Regions from separate parts of the Mus musculus genome. Here region 1 is linked to region 2. Evidence: chromatin contacts called from public ChIA-PET data. All regions are on one chromosome and are shown on one strand. The core of a region is the stretch at or near the end of the contact, and the rest is flanking DNA. Distances in the headings are between cores, read along the strand shown. Region 1 overlaps Map4k4 (mitogen-activated protein kinase kinase kinase kinase 4). Region 2 overlaps Rnf149 (ring finger protein 149).

Evidence for each region. ChIA-PET counts read pairs in DNA pulled down with a chosen protein or histone mark.
Region 1: a contact with region 2 is called in an RNA polymerase II ChIA-PET map of effector CD8 T cells, with 5 times the contacts expected there. The contact joins two enhancer-like sites. A contact is called at or near these places in 8 of 39 promoter capture datasets (the C10 cell line, the HPC-7 cell line, embryonic stem cells and 3 more), 1 of 484 Hi-C or Micro-C datasets (embryonic fibroblasts), 3 of 115 datasets of contacts at active chromatin or transcription factors (bone marrow-derived macrophages, effector CD8 T cells and large pre-B cells) and 3 of 9 other capture datasets (adipose tissue, embryonic tail and liver).

What each region holds. Positions count from the first base shown.
Region 1 is chr1:39,941,243-39,946,713 of GRCm38.p6, forward strand. All of the region lies in intron 2 of Map4k4 (mitogen-activated protein kinase kinase kinase kinase 4), which reads left to right. Among named protein-coding and RNA genes, the nearest start is that of Map4k4, 43 kb to the left of the region's middle. RefSeq lists an enhancer at 4,368-5,471. Within about 2 kb of position 3,284, at least 107 of the 459 cell types and tissues checked have an H3K27ac peak or open chromatin away from gene starts, as enhancers often do. A contact at or near this core is called in bone marrow-derived macrophages and effector CD8 T cells, where this site is marked.
Region 2 is chr1:39,557,878-39,563,907 of GRCm38.p6, forward strand. Rnf149 (ring finger protein 149) reads right to left here. Exons shown (of 7, transcript NM_001033135.3): 4 at 2,816-2,898; 5 at 438-534. Among named protein-coding and RNA genes, the nearest start is that of Snord89, 12 kb to the left of the region's middle. Within about 2 kb of position 1,359, at least 34 of the 459 cell types and tissues checked have an H3K27ac peak or open chromatin away from gene starts, as enhancers often do. A contact at or near this core is called in bone marrow-derived macrophages and effector CD8 T cells, where this site is marked.

The sequences.
Region 1 (5,471 bases), core at 2,034-4,533, 390 kb after region 2:
CCTTCTTCCTTCCAGAGTTTTAAAGTGGATTGAAATATAATGAAGTTGAAGTCTGATGGCATGCAATAGGGACAAGAAGGCAGTGTTGGAAGTCTGGCCTGTGAGTCAGGGAGGGGAGCCCCGATCAGGCTGGGCCACAGGTGCGAGGTTCTCAGCTGTGTTCCAGGTGCCCAGCACTTCATTCAGTGACTCATGTGCCTATCTGACAGGAGCCATTACCTCATTGGTTCAGTTTTGCATTGGTTCGTTCTTGGCTGAAGAGAGGATGCCACTCCCCTATTAACCTGCATTTTCTCATGTTCTGATTCATTTAATACTCCACCCATTTTCTCAAGATCTCAGTTGACAAGCTTATGCCTGTGACAGAAGCTCCTTGGTGTTAGTGCCACGGTAAAGAAGTAGGGAGAGAAACAGGATGATCCGGAAGGTTCATGGAGGTGTGCACTCTCGTGTGTCAGCGCTCTCGTGTGCCAGTAATCTGTTTGAGATGTTGTATTTCCATTGAGCTGAAGAGAACATGGGAGACTTTATAAACTTGCATTTCCTGTCTGTGACTGTACACCCTGAAAGGTGCTGGCTTAGAATTCAAGGGCATTCCACTGAACTCTACTGAAAAGTTCAACTACAGTCACATTCTGTGTTGTCACTGCTGGGTCCTGTCTTGTGTCTGTCTATAAAACCATGCCAGCCAAAGTGCCCCTGTCCTGCTTTTCCTGGTGCCAGGTTCTGCCTACAGGGAGCCTTGGCAGCCTTGTGCAGATAGAGTCATGGCACCAAGGGCGGCACAGAGCATTGGACAATACTGGCTCTGTCTGCATCATAAATGACTGTGGCAACAATAGCGTTTACTGTGTGTTCTGTGCATGCTACAAGTTGTAGAGCTTGCTTCTGCTTACACTGTCTCAGTTTATTCTTCAGATTATTTTCTTGTTCTTAGGTAATGAGACTTAGGCTTAGGGCTGTTTATGAAGCTTGTTTGACTTTTTACTGAGCTAGTCGGTGGCAGAGTTGTGATCTGAGGTCTTTGAAATAGAAGTGTTTGAGTGTGTTTTGGTATTTTGCACACAAACATTTTCGTTATGCTGCCTGGAGGAGGCTGTCGAAATGTGAAATGCATTCCCTGGAGAATTTAGCGGTGTGTGTGTGTGTGTGTGTGTGTGTGTGTGTATGTATGTGTGTGTATCTATTTTTATTGAGAAGAAATGAAGTTATTGAGTGGCCTCATCAGGCTCTGACCTAGGAAACACAGTTGTAGGGATTTCAGCAAGTGTGTGAGCCATTTTTATTAGCTTAGTTATCTTTTTAGCCATTTTGTCCACAAATGCCCACTGAGTCGTGTTTAACCTGGTAAAAATATCCCCAAGTCTAACAGATAATCTATTTAAACAGTATTCACTGTAGACATTGCCGGCACTCACAGGTGTTCTCCTGCGGCTTTGGAATTAATCAGTTGTGGGTTTTATAAAGTCCCCTCATTCTTGTGGCTTAAAGAATGAAATCATCTGCATGGTTTGCTCTTCAGCAAACATCTTGTCTCCTGCTGGAGTTTTCCCGTGGACTTTCAGGGGTCACAGATGCAGAGGGGTGGTCCTAGCAAGAGAGGAGCCAGGCTCTAGCATGAGTGCCTAGCCCTGAACAACATTGCTGGTTTTCGTTGTTGGCTATTTATCTGCATGGTCTTTGTTTTCTCTCTGTGACTGAGAGTCTGTGCAGGGATTTGTTAACAGTAAGTCTTCTTGTTGCTGCTCAGATCCAGGGACTGGGTGCTGGTGTATTTGTGAGAAATCACTTTCAGGTTCTGGGTTATGCGCCTGTTTTTCTGTGGGAGCTAGAATTGTTGATTTACGTTTGCACTAAGCAGAGTGAATTAGAGCCCGAGGAGGGTGCTGTGGGAGAATGAGGCTGGCATTTGGCTGGCGCTAAAAACAGCACCGTGTTTGCGCATTCAGCAGCATTCAGCAGCGGCTCAGTGGTGGGAAGAGAGGGAGAGCCTCTTACTTTATTCATTTTCAAGAGGGTTGGAAAGAAACCCAGAAGAGGCCACATAATACAGTGACATTGACAGAGAATAACTACCGAGTTGTGTGTTGTCATAAGAGCGAGCAGCAGGGTAAAATGTACTTTTTTTTTTATCTGTTTAGAGTAACCTATTGAGGTAGTTGAGGGTATGGACAGCTAGTCCCCCCCCCACCCCCCCATCTTGTATTAGCTTAGAAAAGTTAATGAGGAATTTGCCTGTGCTAGATTTGTGAATCTTGATTAACAAAGTGACAAGATTTTGTCAAATGCTTTCTAAAAATGGAATTTGTTTTGATATATATGTATTTTTTAAGTAGAGTGAAAAATTCTTGTATTCTGGCCTAAAATTTCCTAAAAGATTTCTTGTAGGTTTCCTAGTAAAGGCTTTCTGTCTGTCATAAAGATTGAATTCACATGGCCAGGACTAGGGACTAAAAGTAAGTGCTTCAGCCTGGCAAGAAGACTGTCCTGTCTTCTTCACTGTTTGTCTCCCACCCTCCCATTTTCCATTTTTAGGACTCTGCAGGAGGGAAAGTCTGCACAGCTAGTGTTGGGTGGGCCTAGGACACTATTGGAGGAGCTGAAGGGCATCATGTCTCCCAGACCTGGCTTCTGGTCCCTAGTGTATTCTTCATCCTTACAGTCAGTAGCTGAGTTTGGCTTCTTCTGGGATCGGGGTCCGTGTTGCACAGGACAAAATGTGTATACGGGCATTTGTGTTTGCATTAAGAACTGCCTGTTGCAGGAATGCTGGCCATGTAGCTGTGCAGCAGGAAGGCTTAGCCATATCTGAGTTCTGAGTTTGGTAAAAGGGATAATGGAAGTCGGCTGCATTTCATCCTTTCCTTGTTTCCCACCTTCGTGGCCAGTAAACACGGTTTCTTCCACATCGCCCACTTCCCTTAAAGTACTTTTAAGGATGTTTTTATTAATAAGCTGTTAGTTACTACTGTGAGGGATACTCTCTGAGGAAGGAGAACTATCTGAGAGAACTTGACAGAACCTTGTGCATTCATACATCCACCTTTGCTTTCTCATTGGCCATTGGCCTTTTCATTATGAGCTGTCACTGAAGATTTGACTGTGCCTGCTCTTAGTTCTGTACAGTAAGAAAGGAATATTAAAATATAACCCACCATTTTTGTTGGGAGTGAAAATATTGGCATTGTGAGCATTTTGGGGCTTTGAGTCATATGTACACACATCTTAACTGACAGTTAGCATTTTTTCCTAGTTGACTGCCTAGGGGCAGGAAGTAAACCCAGCCAGTGCTACAGTTCCTCTTCACTTGGCTGTGCTGTGAAGTGGCTGTCCTAGTGAGCCTTATTCATAGAGCTGGGGAACAGTGGCTCTGCACTGCTGTTGCATTTCTGGGCACGTGGAGTATAGCAATACCCTCAGTGTTGCTGGTCTTGGGGAGGTGGTGTTTGTCGCCTTGTTTTGTTCTGTGAGGTGGTGTGTGTGTGTGTGTGTGTGTGTGTGTGTGTGTGTGTGTGTAAGGGATAGAGAGTCGAGTTTCCTTTTGTTGCTGAGGATGCTCAATGAGGTGAGCATCTGCTCAGTAGAAAGGCGTGCCAGCTTTCTGCCTGTACATCATGAGAACAGCGGATGCCCCTCTCTTTGTGTTTGACCCATCTTTGCCTCAGGAGGTCATGAAGACTCTGATCTTAAAATAAATCATAGACCCTAAGTGCTGCTTCTCAGACCCTCCTGCGAGGTTTCATTATAGGCCTAAATATAAGCTGTAGCTGACATCACATCTGGAAACTGAGGAGACGCAATATAGACCAGCCTGTTCTTGTTTGTAGCTGGGGAAATCAGTACTTATCCTTCAGTGGTTAAAGGTCGGTGGGAGTGGCATTTGTAGTGCTAGTGTCAGGAGGGACCCCACGCCCCTGTCCTTTGTGCTTTGTGATCCTCTTTGTCACAGGGCTGCCTTGTTTATCCCTTAGGCCTGCAGCTTGGTGTTAGCACTGACTTTATCCAGGTGTTGTTGAAGCTGTAGGCATACCTCCATAGGTAGTGAGTTTTGTATTTTATTTCATGGAGAACACAGATGCAGGGCTTGCTTAGCTTCTGAGGTCTCAGTTGTTGAGAGCACTGCACAAGGATTTGTGTGTAGCTTTGAGATAGAAGGTACATGAGCGGAAAGCTTAGGCCTAAGGAACCTTCAGCAGTAGTTCATGAAGTTAAGTGACGTCAGAAACTCGTTGCTGTGGGTATTATTTTGTGAGTGCTTTTGGAATAATGACCTATTAACCTATTTTTAGATCATCCTCACTTGGCAGTTCTAGAATACTTGTTACAAGTTTCAGAAACATTGCAAATAAACTATGTTTCTGTGTCTGTGAGAACACCATCCTAGCAAGTAATAAAAACTGTAGGGAGTAGGTCATATCTACAGCATAATGATCTGTTGTTTGCAAATAATAAAAATCAAAGTGTAAAATTCATTCCAGAATTTTAATTCAGTAAATCAAATGTACAGTTCTAGTAACCGATCATTGAGTATTTATTTTTTATTTTTATTTTTTATTTTTTTGTTACTCAGAAATCCGCCTGCCTCTGCCTCCCAAGTGATGGGATTAAAGGTGTGCACCACCACTGCCCGGCAGATCATTGAGTATTTTAAATGGGAAAATAAAACTTTATAAAAACAGTCTGCCATGTAACAGTGGATTTGATGGTAGAACTCATTGTCTTGGAACATGGTAAATCAGATGTTTTGTGTGTTGTGGTTGTGGCGATAATGCTGTCTTACATCCTTTTTGAAAAAGGGATGGTACAGAGAGACTTGAGGATACCATGATGCTTTTTGTCTTCTCCTCAGTGTCTATATAAAGCTCCCCCAGGTCTCAAGTTGACTCCCCACTGTTTCCTTGGCATCCTTTGTCCTGAGGTTCCTATAGCTTGGCCTTAGATGCTTTTCCTTGTATGAGGAGGTAGCTGGTCTGAAGAAAGGAAGGAAAAGGCTTGAGAAACTCAGCCAGTGTCAGATATAGGGACATCAGAAGTAACCTGTCACCTTGCCAGCTTGTTCTCTCAAGTTAAGCAATCTCGAGTTAAATCAGTCTCTTTTGGGGTCCTCCTGCTATTAAAAAAGGGGTACTATTTTATTTAGGCTTCTTACTGGAGTGTCTTACAGAGAATCATTGAAAATGATTGTTAAACCATATTAAATGTCTGTGCGATCTGAATTCGTGCCCTTTGGTCTCCTTGGTTTTCTCCTAGAAAGAGCTCTTAGATCCCCACCCCCTCATTTTTGAAGATTCTTGCATAACACCACCTTTTTAGTATTTCCTTCAAGTTTGTAGATTTCCTAGGAGAGGCGGGGAGGGAGCTGTTGGTGACAGAGGCAGTGTAACAGTTCTCACAAATCCGCCCCCTTTCCTTTTAATGATTGTCTCTGTTTCACTGAAGTTTTAAAAATGTCTCCATCCAATATGATCAAA
Region 2 (6,030 bases), core at 109-2,608:
GAATCTATTGGGTATAGTATGTGTAAAATGTGTCTCTGAAGCCAGAAGATATAGGTGGCACCTCTATTTACTTCATACATTCTATGATTCAATTTACATAAAACCAAACATGCAAGCATCTGCACTCATGCACAAACCCATGCATGCATAAGCACACACACACACAGAGGATGCTACCATATGCAGAGCTATACTTCGGAATTACAGATTGGGGAAGATGTTCATAGGCTATATAGTATTCTGTCATAAACTCAGTTCACGGATTTATGTGGACTATTCTACATATTCATTTTAAATACTGAAAACTTCTTTAAGTAACAGTAAGGATATCAGAAGGAATATTTCATCTGTTCACCTTGCCTCTGGGTCAGTAATAAAAGTGAGATACTCAGGAAGAACTGGGGTAGAGATTGAATATAAACAAAAACGTAACAAACCCAATATCCCAGGGCTTTGATGACATCAAGTTTACACATTGGACACGTTCGGTGATCCAAAAGCCATGGGTCAATGCATATTCTATGAAAAATATGCCTAAAAAAATTAAGTATGTATTAATGTCTTAAAATAAATGTTTGCATATCTTATAAAGGAAATAACGCATTTTACCAACACACCCTGTATAAAGTGAGCCAACCACACATTAACATGAAGTCCACCTACTTGTCTAAGTTATTTTCCAGTCTATTTCCCACTTAAGATTTGGACTTAGTGATGCTTTTTTTTTTCTTTTAAAGTGAAAGCTCTTCATTAAACAAAAATATGGTAGATCTATTTCCACCACATACTAAATCGTGTGTGTGTGTGTGTGTGTGTGTGTGCGCGCGCGCGTGTGTGCGCGCATGTGTGTGTATGAGCGTTAGTCTATGGTTTTGAGATTAGGGTCTTGCTATGTTACCCAATTGGCCTCGAATGTGCTATGTGGTCCAGGATTGCCTTGAACTCAGACTCCTTGTACCTATGCTTCCCAAGTGCTGGGATTCTGTTAAGCGCTACAATGCCCAATCATTTTCATGTGCTTCAGTAGAATACTTATTCTAAACCATTTAGGCTAACAAAGCCCACAAATAAGGTACCAGTAATAAACTAATCCCAAGTTGATAATATCTTCTTCAAGTCTATAAAGTGACTCAAGTGGAAATATATATTAATCATCTGAGTGGCAGAAAAAATGGTTATTTCCATTTACACATTTTATAAGCCTACTCTTGAATAAACATCTGTGCTACCAGAAAGGCGCACGCACACACTTTCTTTCCTTGTTGGTTTATCTTGGTTTCCTGCCCCTCTTACATGTGTGAACTACAGGTTTTGAAACCAGACAGACAGAGCTCAAACCCCAGCTGTGTGACTAGACAGCATGACCACAAGGAGCTGTATGTCTCCTACTCTCTACACCTACACCATCAGCTGTTCAGTGTCTACATATACTACTCATTATAATTACTCTGCTGAAGGTTTTCTTTAAACAAAAATCTGCCAGTACCATTAAAAATAGTAATTCTTAAAAAAAAAAATAGTAGTTCTTAATTGTGAAACACTCTAGTTCAGTTTGTCATTCAACCACAAATTAAAACTCACTGACCGAGAAGAAATTGTCCAAAAACAAGGAAGAAACTTCAGTTTTGTTGGGGATGTTTTAACATGTTGCTTAGGAGAAAAGTGGACAAAATAACAACCCCAATGAGGAGAGCAAGTAATGTGCACAGCTAACACATCTGCACAGGTCCAGCATGAGCTCAGTGCAGCTGTCAGCACCCCCCCTCTCTTCTGTGCACTCTTGAGCATCACTCTGAAACCTGTTCTAAAACCAGCCTAAAACTCTTCCAATGCTCGTGTGCAGAACATGATCAACCTATACTGACCTCAGTTCACTAAATGCCCTCGTGCTGATCGTTTATACACACTGACAGAATTTAGCCAGGCGTGCCTCGGGGAACTGTTATTATTGTGGTACTCATTTTATTTCCTCATCAGAGGTATCAAGAATTCAATCTACTAAAAAGTACCATATACATAGTAAAATATTAAAAAAAGAAGCTAATACAGTACTCTGCAACTTGATTCTAAAATATGTAAAGTATAATTGACATTTATTAGACTTTTTTTTTTAAAGAAAAACATCTAAGTTCTATACATAAAACAAGCCCTTTTGCTAATCAGCAGTTCTTTTATGGAGGTATGTTTTTGAGACAGGGTTTCTCTGTGTAACTCTGGCTGTCCTGGAACTCACTCAGTAGATCAGGTTAGCCTCAAATTCAGAGATTCCCCTGCCTCTGTCTCCCAAGTATTGGTCTGAGTGTACCACCTCCTGGCTAATCAGCAACTTTTTTAAACAAAATGTTTTAAGTCAGTTAAAATAACAGATTATTAAAAATAAAATGGCTACTTCCCAGTTTTAAGTGCATCTGTGCTACTGAAACCTCAGCAAAGGGAGGGTACTCATTTCCTACAGCTTCGAAAGGAACCCACACTCAGCAAATAAGTAAAGGCAAACTTCTGTGGGTCTGACCCTGCTTCTGGGCCACTTGAAGGCTCTCAGTCCTACGTTCTTGCTCCTTTCTAGTTAGCATGTGCTCTGCATTACTGGGTGTGTGAAGGAGTCTAAGCGAGCCTTGGTAAGACTAAAAGCCAATGCAAGACAAAGACGCACAGCAGCTCTTAGTGGTCACCTACAGGTCTCTGAAGACAATAGGAAAGATGAGGTAATCCAAGATCATAATGACTTCCTGTCAGAGAACATGGAACCCTTTGTCAGAACAGTGAGACTTGTTAAGTAATTTTCAGTATCTTAGTAGGAAAAAAGTATTCATACTTGCATGGCAGGATTCTGATAACATCTTTGACTTTAAAGTTTTCAATACACACTGCACAATTCTCAGCATCGACATCAATTCCCTGCAGAGAGAGAGGGAGAGTCACATGTACACACACTGCACATACAGCAACAATAAGTTAGAAAACAATGAAACCGACCAAAGCAATGGATCCTACTACTCTATGCTGGAACAACCGGAACCTAAAACATATTTCCTTCTTCCCGCTAGCAGTTTTTTAAAGAAACTGAATGAAAGGTGGAAAGAAAACCACTGTCTGCCTAGCCCAGGCACTAACAGCGTTTTGAATACTAAGTGTCTGAAGAAGTATTAGATGACTAATGGCTACAGACAAGCAAATCACTGTTTTTAGAGGTCTTATTCCCAGGCTGACCTCAGGCTCGCTGTGTAGCCAGCGGTGACCTTGATTTTCTCATGTTCCTGCCTCCATCTTCCAAACATCTGGACTGTACTCAGGAATCACCAGGCCCAGTTTTATAGATAGGGCTGGACAATGGATTCAGGACGTTTTCAATGCTAGCTAACACTCTAGGAAGCTAACTACATTCCAGCCACACCAGCTATGATGAAAAAAAATTTTTTTCAAATATAAAGCATAAAGGGAATGAATATTCAAATAAGCCATTTGGCTTCTGGAGTTATTTAAAAAGAAATTTGTATCTCTGAAAGAACAGTTATAACTTAGAGAAAGTACAACGACTACACATCTGAGATTTTACTTCATTATTGTTAACCCCCAGCCCCAAATTAGAATGAGCTAACACCTTTGCCTAAAACATGAACAAACGTATAGAAGCAGCCATATTAGCAGTAGGGTGGGAGAATTGACACTACTTCTACACCTCAGAGTCTACAGGTCCTAGGCTTTCTATGAGTTAGGACACATCAGTGGAGCCAGGACAGCTGAGGCTCTGAGACAGGGATTCAGAACCTCATGCAGCATGCGCTCCTGAGGCTGCCATGTTTGGTAACTTCACATTACGAAACACAGCCCCACTACCATTGAGTTATTATTTAAATATATCCTTAGCCACCTACAGCAATTAATGAGGAAGCAGTAAAAACCAGATTTTTGTATGTATATAATACCATTACCAGAGACTATTAAAATTAACTTATAAGAGCATTTGAAACTCTCTGTTGTGGTATTTTATAAAAACATGTAGTTATTTTTGTATATGTACCCCATGCGCATGGAGAGGCCTTACAGGCCAGAAGCAGGAGCTCCTCAGAGGAGAGGCAGAGCAGAGGCAGGTCCTCTGCAAGAGCAATTAGCACTCCTGACCACTGAACCATCTCTCCAGCCCCTTAAGTTATATGATGTGGACTGGAGAGATGGCTCAGAAGTTAAGAGCACTGACTGCTTTTCCAGAGGTCCTAAGTACAATTCCTAGCAATTCCACACGGTGGCTCACAATTATCTGTAATGGGATCTGATGCCTTCTTCTGGTGTGTCTAAAGAGAGTGATAGTAGACTTGCATACATAAAATATATCTTTTTTGAAAATAATATATGTTGTGACAAAATACTTTCACTTATATATCATATATTATACAGGAAGCCTTTTTAAAATTTCTTAATAATTTACAAACTTATACATTATAAATAAATCCACAAAAAATTAAAATAAATAATCACTTGTCTTCAGGACTGGGTAAGATGCTGACTGCACACAATCATGTTCCTGTGTTAGTTCACAGTGTAAAAACACTCCCAACCCAGACGTGTATGTCACAGACACACGTTAAACATTATTAAATGTTAAACATTCTTTTGACAGTTTTAAAACAAGTTCCTGGTATCATACAAATGTTTTGTATAGGAAATATTGAACAAATGTTGGATATAGGAAGAGAATAGTATCAATTTACTTATATTCCCAAGAGCTTGGCTCAGTGAGTTACACATGAGTCTGTCTCCTCACACGTAAGGGATGATACTCCCTCCTAAGGAGAGGAGAAAACAGGAGGAGCAAGTGCAGCAGTTTTAATGGGTACTGATTCCTTCCTGCAAATGAACTGAAGAACAAATACATTTTTAGAAATCGGTTCTCACAGCCTAAGACCAGCATCTAATTTATAAATTACTAGAAGGACATTTTCTATTAATTCTTATGAAAAATTCTACACATACTCTGCACGACTAGTTATTAACTGGAAACTTACTTGGTGATTTGCAGAGTAAGAAATCAGTACCTTGCATCAACTATTAAAATTCCATTATGTTACAGTGTAAAAGTTACTGGGGGCTGGGTGTGGTGGCGTACGCACATCTTTACTCCCAGCACCTGGGAGGCAGAGGCAGGCGGATCTGTATGAGATCCAGGCCAGCATGGTCTACAGATTGAGTTCTAGGACAGCCAGGATATACAGATAAATCCTGTCCCGAAAACAACAACAACAAAAGTTATTGGGGAAGGAATAACCCAAAGCATATGTTAATCCTAAATATATCACAGAAGACATTAATAACAGATTTCTTTTTTTTTTTAAACCCAAAAGGCCTAAAGTGTAATGTCTTTTAAAGAAAGTCCTTTATGTGGACAGAGGAAGAGAAGTGCAGACTGGAAGGTGAGACTCAAGCTTCCTGAGAGCACTGAGCAGTATGGGAGCACTTGAGTCAGCACAGCACTGCAGGCGACGCCCGCTACGACAACAATGCTGGCAAAGCTTCCCGCTACAGGTATCCGAGCAGCCAGGCTCTGCACTGCTCCTTAACTGCTTGTAGTCTCTGACTGAGAGGGTCAAAATGGCTCCTTTTTAAACATGTAGTTTTAAAAATCTCCTTTCTCTCCTCTAGAAATGTTCAGTACGTCCTTGCAGGAACTGAGGGGCTTGGAGAGAATGCACACACAGATTCAGGTTCAACAAAATGTTCACAGGACTCAGGTGCACACTTTTTAAAAAAAGCCCAGCATCTTTACAGTCTTTATGGGCCTACAGGGACTTTCAAAGTTGGGAATATTGGCACACTGTCATTAGTAAGCACACAGAATGTAGGAGCTATCATTTAAATCAAACTTAACTCATTTAACCTTTTTGGGAAGGGGGTGCTGGAGCTATCTAGGAGTCCATGCATGCTAAGCTAAGCCGAGCTCTACCACTGAGATACACTGTTCTGTGACTGTAACTCATTTACATGTAACTAAGGGCTGCCACGATGGTCCTTCACTCATTATACTCCTGTCAACTC